2 separate regions of the Danio rerio genome follow, and region 1 is linked to region 2. Evidence: chromatin contacts called from public Hi-C data. All regions are on one chromosome and are shown on one strand. Each heading gives the region's core, a stretch centred on a gene start, on an enhancer-like site or on the middle of the called end of the contact. The rest is flanking DNA. Distances are from core to core; before and after follow the strand shown.

Region 1 (3,483 bases), core at 187-2,686, 200 kb before region 2:
GCAACGTTATTAATTGTAGATAAACTATTAATCACGATACCACCTTTCGCAAACTACAGTAGCATCGCCAGTATTTTGGAGCCATAGTATCGCGATACTACCATAGTTCTACCGGTAAACCGTGCAACCCAAATGCAAAGTAGGAGAGTTGATTACATATTAGTGAATGCATTCAATGAAGGAGAGACCTTATTGTAAAGTGTTACCAATATACAGACATTACTTTATACTCAAGTAATTTTATCAAGTAGTTTGAGGATGAATTTATATATAATCTATATATAAATCCATACGTTTATATGTAAATCTATCTCACAAAAATATGAATCTGTTATAATCTCAACATTTACATATGTTTTTTTTAAAGATCAACATTAGTTAATGCACAGTGAAGTAGCATTTGTAAAGGTTAATAATTGCTGATAATTGTTTACATATTAGTGAATGCATTCAATGAAGACCTCATTGTAAAGCGTTACGTTACCAAAACACCCAAGTTACCTAATCAAGTTGTTTGACGGACGCTTTCAATAATCGTGTCGGAATCTCACGATATTGCTCATAACACTATATATCACTCAATTAGAGCTCTTAATTCCTGAAGGATTTCTTTGGCACTAGTCCAGGGCATAATTTTGGCCCTGAGCTCGTTTGAACCCTCAGAAATGCCTTTGCGCAACAGTTTCTCCAGGGTGAATCCTTTCCTTGGCATTGCAATGTCGCCCTCTGTCAGCTCTTTAACAGGGCAAAAGTCGTTTCCTCCGTCTCCTATATAGCAAATCCGCTCATAACGCAGGCCATCTTTCGCCCGGTTCTCCGTGAAATCCCGCAGCACCCTTCTCTTGCACAGGTTTACCGGACACTCTTTACAGGCATGCGCGTGGAAGCAGCGCAAGCTCACGTACCCGCGCGCATCGATGTTCGCGGGGTTGCTGAAGACGTCATCTACTGCGGATTTCAACCCCGACGCCTGCAAAGCCCAGTCTATGAATAAAGTGTTCGAGTCGGAGATGATAATGCAGTCGATGTGCTTCTTATTCTCGGATATGAAGGTCAGGAGCTCGGTCATGCCGTCGGTGAACGGGATGCTCTCCATGACCGCGCGCATGTGCTCCGGCCGGACGGACTGGTCTCCGATGTAGGTCAACACTCGACCCATATATTCGGTCCACCTGCCCCTCTGGTAGGACTTCTCCAGCCAGTCCGGTAACTTCTGGTCGGGGGTGCAGCGGATCACCCAAGTGTCGCTGTTTTCATCCACTATAGTGTGATCGAAGTCGAACACTACTAAGGTCTTCATTCTGCACTGGAAATAACAACACAATAATCATCATGACACGACAGTTTAATGTTTACATGTAATACTTAATTCTTAGCTAGTCAAAGAATGAGAATTGAGTTTAAGCAAATTAGATATGTACCGACCTGAAGCGGCAGCCCGACCGAATTACCTAATTCCGTTAACGATTCTGAGTCAGACACTTGCTTACAACACAAAGCGTGATTAATCCCCGCCTGTTTAGAGCTGCGGCTTGCCAGTGATAGGCTACAGCCCACGTCACTCAAAAGTCTTGTGACGATGTGATTGGTCGCTGCAATCGTATGGACGGGAATCGTTCTTGCTTGCTTTCTGTTTCTTTATAGTCATTCAATACATAAGGCGAGTAGTTCAGAACTTGATCTGAGAAGTATGAATTCTGTTCATATCTTAAATTAAAAACGCACTCATTCATTGTAAGTGTTTAAGAACAGATTGATTGCAAGATACAACGCTTATTTGCTGACATGAATAGTGTAATAAATACTGATAGATATGACCTCACTTCCTCATTTAAGCAATGTAACAGTTACATCAACAGTTGTTTTTGTATTATATCTGAAAAGTAAAAGAGATGAACGAGGCATTGTATAATTAAATATGCACCGATTTGAATAAATTACACAAATCTGAACACTGGATAAAGCTATCTACAAAAAAAAAAAAAAAAAAAACATTAAAATGAAGCAAGATTTATTAAAAAAAATACATATATACAACAAGCATCGTTCATCAACCCATAAAACTGTCAGCAACGAGATACAAACTCAAGATTTTAGAAATAAAACATTGACCTTTCTGGTAAACGACAAAAACACCTGTAAAATGGAGATTTCTGGCTCAGTGCACTGAAAGATATGCTCATTTTAAGAGATGTATTACAAAAGTAATGGGCGGCACTGTGGCACAGCGGGTAGCACTGTCGCCTCACAGTAAGAAGATCACTGGTTTGGGCCCTGACTGGGTCAGCTGGAGTTTCTGTGTGGAGTTCGCATGTTCTCCCCGTGTTGGCGTGGGTTTCTTCCGGTTGCTCCGGTTCCCCCCACAAGCCCAAAGTCATGGCTATAAGGGAATTTGGTAAACTAAATTGGCCGTAGTGTACGTCCATATCCTCCAGGTTTAGGGTTGAGCATTGGGCTAACGGCCCATCTTTTTTTTGTGATCAAATTTTTATTTAATGGTTGAAAATAATCTAGCAAACATAGTTATAGACAAGGACACCTGGCTAAAACTGCATTTTCTGTTAGTACCTGCACCCCACTCACCCCTGGCGAAAATAAAAATTAACAAAAAATGAAATAAATCAGAGAAAAAAAATGAGAGAGAATAATAATAATAATAATAATAATAGTAAGGAACGGTATAATAAATAAATACAAAAATAAATAAATCAACCTCTGCATTTAACTTCTTACAAGAACACTTTTAACAAAGGTAGATACATCAGACTTTTACCCATAGGTTATACCCATACAAAAAAAAAATCATGATAGCATGTCTTTTATGTTAGTTATTGCACATTTCCATGAAGTTATAGTTTTTGTAGAGGCGCCATGCATCCTTGCCAAAGACAGTTCCATATGTGCGTTGTCTAAGAACATATACATCCAATGATTCCGGTCCAGTGTGGAGGCTGCCAACATAAACTAACGACCCATCTTATAAAATTAGATGTTACGAAACATCAACATAGTGCGATGTTGATTTCAATTTCGATGTAAATGGCCCTAGAAGCAAGTAAATATTACAAAAATAGGCTCAAATCCATTATTTAGGTCATGAAATTAGTATTAATTAATCCAAACCAAGCAAAAGAAGTAAAGTTTATTTATAAACTAATTTGGAGAGGATGATGTGCTTATAATGCCGGTCCCGCATTATTCAATCCATGATTGACCAAGCAGACGATTCCTAAGCCACTATAAGTACCCTCAGTTCCATATAACAGCCATCTTCATTTTGAAGAATCCCCCCTTTCACCCCTACTCCTTTCCTAGATGGGTGGCACGGTGGCCAAGTGGTTAGCACGTGTTGCCACATTGCAAGAACGCCGCTGGTTCTAGTCCTTACCAAGCCAACTGACATTTCTGTGTGGAGTTTACACGCTCTCCCCATGCTCATGTGGGTTTTCCCCGGGTTCACCGATTTCCTTCAACCATCCAAAA
Region 2 (3,411 bases), core at 795-3,294:
AGTTAGATGAGCTAGAGCTCCAACTTTTATTCCACTTCCTGTGCGGAAGCGGGAATCTACACTGATGTAAACGATTTAAAGGGGTAGTTCACCCAATAACGAAAATGTACACACCATTTACTCAACCTCAAGCCGTTTCAAATACGAGTTTCTTTCTACTGTTAAACACAAACGAAGATATTTTGAAGAATGTTGTATTGTTGAATGCTGGACAATTGTAATGTGTAGCCATGTGGGAAAACAGATATACTATGTACGCTCTCTGTTTCCAACATTCTTCAAAATATATTCCTTTGTGCTTATCTGAAGAAACTCAAACATGTCTAGAATGAGTAATTGATATCAGAACTTTCATTTGTAAACTATAATTAGGGGCGGCACGGTGGCACAGTGGTTAACACTGTCGCCTCACAGATGGTTCGAGTCCTTGCTGGACAATTTGGCATTTCTGTGTGGAGTTTGCATGTTCTCCAGTGTTGGCGTGGGTTTAAACTAAATAAACTTAACTGGCCGTAGAGTATGAGAGTGTATGGGTGTTTCCCAGTACAGGGTTGCAGCCATTCGCTGTGTAAAACATTTGCTAGATAAGCTGGCGGTTCGGTCCATTGTGGCAACCCCTGATGAATAAAGGGACTAGGATAATGAATGAATGAATCCCTTTAAACCTTCCCCAACTTAATCAAGAGATTGTTAAATATTAATATATTAAACTTGTTGAAACCCCATTATATTTATTTATTTATTTATTTAATTATTTGTTATGCTTGTCTGCGTTCTGATAGGGAATTTTGTATATTTACTAAGGCATTTATGGTTGTAAATGTTCAAAAAAAGCAAAACAAAAAGATTATTTAGGTGATCTGTTTTTGTTCTGTTTTTGTTTATAATCGTTTATTTATTTTGTCATTAACTCTTGTGCACTGTTCAAATTTACTGCCCTTTTGTTATGTTACATCCACTGAATTAATCTGCTCTAAAATGCATCATATAAATTCATTCATTCATTCATTCATTCATTCATTCATTTATTCATGCATTTTCTTTTCGGCTTAGTCCCTTTATTAATCTGGAAACAGCCATAGTCTAAGGCATGGGTCTCAAACTCGATTCCTGGAGGGCCGCAGCTCTGCACAGTTTTGCTTCAACCCTACCAAAAACAGCTGATCCAAATAATCAAGATTCAATCAATTAAATCAAGACTATAAAGCTGCGGTCACATTAGAGTTTGAGCATGCGATATTCTGTCGTGCGGCACTGAGAAAAGGGGCGGGATTAAACAAGTTTATTAGGCATTTAAAAAAGTGAGCGATTGCTCCATGTTTTAAATTTATATCCAGAGAGGTCATGTTTTGATCCTCGATTGGTCTCACACAGTCAAGTAATGGGATTTCGCAGGTCAGAGTTCACCAAGCTTGAACTTTGCACCGCAGCGACATACGAAACTTGACGCATGACCATGCGTTTCCGGTCTGACGCATTCGCGTGTGTATGAATGGAAGTCTATGGGAGGAAAAGCCCAGTGTGACCGCAGCTTCAGAGTCTATTGAGCAGGTGTAATTTTAGAGGTGGTTGGAGCTAGAATCTGCAGAGCTGTGGTCCTCCAGGAATTGAGTTTGAGACCACTGGCCTAAGCGCTAATAACCATCTTCGGGTGATCTATTACCTTAAAACAGGGGTGTCCAAACTCGGTCCTGGAGGGCTGGTGTCCTGCAGATTTAAGCTTTAACTTCCCTCAACACACCTGCAAAGATGTTTCTAGAAAGCCTAGTAAGAGCTTGATTAGCTAGCCTAGGTGTGTCTGATCGGGGCTGTACGGAACTTTGCAGGACACCGGCCCTCCAGGACCAAGTTTGGACATGCCTGCCTTAAAAGAGTCCTAACTTTCCATATTATAACTCAGATTATACGCAGGTTGGTTTATTTAACATATTCAATCGTGTTTAAATGTTATTTAACACGTTTTATTCTATTTGGCTTCACTGATGTTGATACTCCAAACCACTAGATGGGAGCAAACCATTTTAAACGCCAGCAAATAGCGTAATACAATATGTCTCTCACTAAACATACACTGTATGCAAAAATTCGATGTTAGCAGTTAACAAATACTGATAAACAAACACTGACCGCAAAACATCACAACTCAGGTTAAGAGAAGAAAATCAAACAAGCACAGGGAACCGGAAGTTGACAGAGGTGTATCGCCTCTTTTTGCGTGAAACTCTTTAAGCTCTTACCACTTCCGGAAAGTGTCACGCTGTCCTCCATCGGCGCATATCTCAGTCCACAGAGGGTCACTCCAGGAAAAACTCCGGTCAAATCATGGTTTTCGAAGACAAAATGATCACGAACGGAGAACCAGAGGAGGTATTATTAGCATTTTTTGTTTATATGCGGTTTAATTGTCATTTAGCCGCATGAAGAAGCGGCTTTTTGTCGAAATGGTCTGGTTTAACTTATGTTAGCCGAGCCTGAGATATAGGTTGATCCAATGCTTATGTATGCTAGTATTTATACTGTCTAAATGTGAGATTTAGCCTTTGTCTTGCTTTTGTAAATCATTCTAGGCATCATTTATGTTGTTTTAGTTTCATTCTAACTATGTATGTATGTATGTATGTCTCTTAATTATGGATAATAGCTGCATCCTATTAATATGTTACACTGTTTTGTTTAGGAGGAGGAAGAGGAGGAAGAAGAGGAAATGGTGGTATGTTTCTATCATATTATATTGTACATTTTCTGAGCAGTATTCTTTAATGATGTACACATTTGTTTAAGTGAATTATAAATGATGAGTTGCTTATGTAAGTGGTTTGTGGATAATACATGTTTACTGTTGTGTCCTTGATCAAGACCTCAGGATTTCCCTGTAATCAATGTACTGTGAAGCCACTTCATACAAAAATATAATTATAGAAAGCCTTGAAGAACTTGAAGGGGTTTCACACATAATAATAAGTCTATATCACTTGTATGATTTGTTTTTATATACAAATTAGTTTATATTGTTGATTTTCCTTTTCTCTGCAAGAAAATACAGAATATTTACAGCCTTTTTAAAGCCACAATTTACAGATGAGATTCACTAAAATGGCATTTACTATAACAATAGTTTACATGTTAAAAAATGTTGTCAGACATATATAGATTATATTGTATTGTTTAGATTTTTAATTATATTATTTAGCTACTTTTGTAAACCATCCTTGAATAATGGAAATGCGCTATACATAAACATTTTATTATTAATAATATTATTATTATTATGTTGAATGTTTTAATTGTGTTGTCATAATTTAAATGTCAGGCATATTTAGTTCAAGACCTACTTGATGACATGTTTTAAGACTGAATTAAAGATCACAATTTGGTCTTTTATAGACATTTTAAGTCTATACTTTTGTCACA

The links. A called contact is a pair of places that touch in the nucleus more often than the background predicts.
Region 1: a contact with region 2 is called in a Hi-C map of hematopoietic stem cells, with 1.9 times the contacts expected there. The contact joins the promoter of phospho2 here to the promoter of uqcrh in region 2. A contact is called at or near these places in 2 of 18 Hi-C or Micro-C datasets (hematopoietic stem cells and an unstated tissue).

Annotation. Positions count from the first base shown.
Region 1 is chr6:4,422,566-4,426,048 of GRCz12tu, reverse strand. phospho2 (phosphatase, orphan 2) reads right to left here and starts at 1,436. Exons shown (of 2, transcript NM_001111229.1): 1 at 1,426-1,436; 2 at 1-1,301. The coding sequence starts at 1,300. The coding sequence ends at 575. It also overlaps a transcript of ssb not described here.
Region 2 is chr6:4,222,034-4,225,444 of GRCz12tu, reverse strand. uqcrh (ubiquinol-cytochrome c reductase hinge protein) reads left to right here and starts at 2,044. Exons shown (of 4, transcript NM_001037108.3): 1 at 2,044-2,367; 2 at 2,678-2,710. The coding sequence starts at 2,323. It also overlaps a transcript of faah not described here.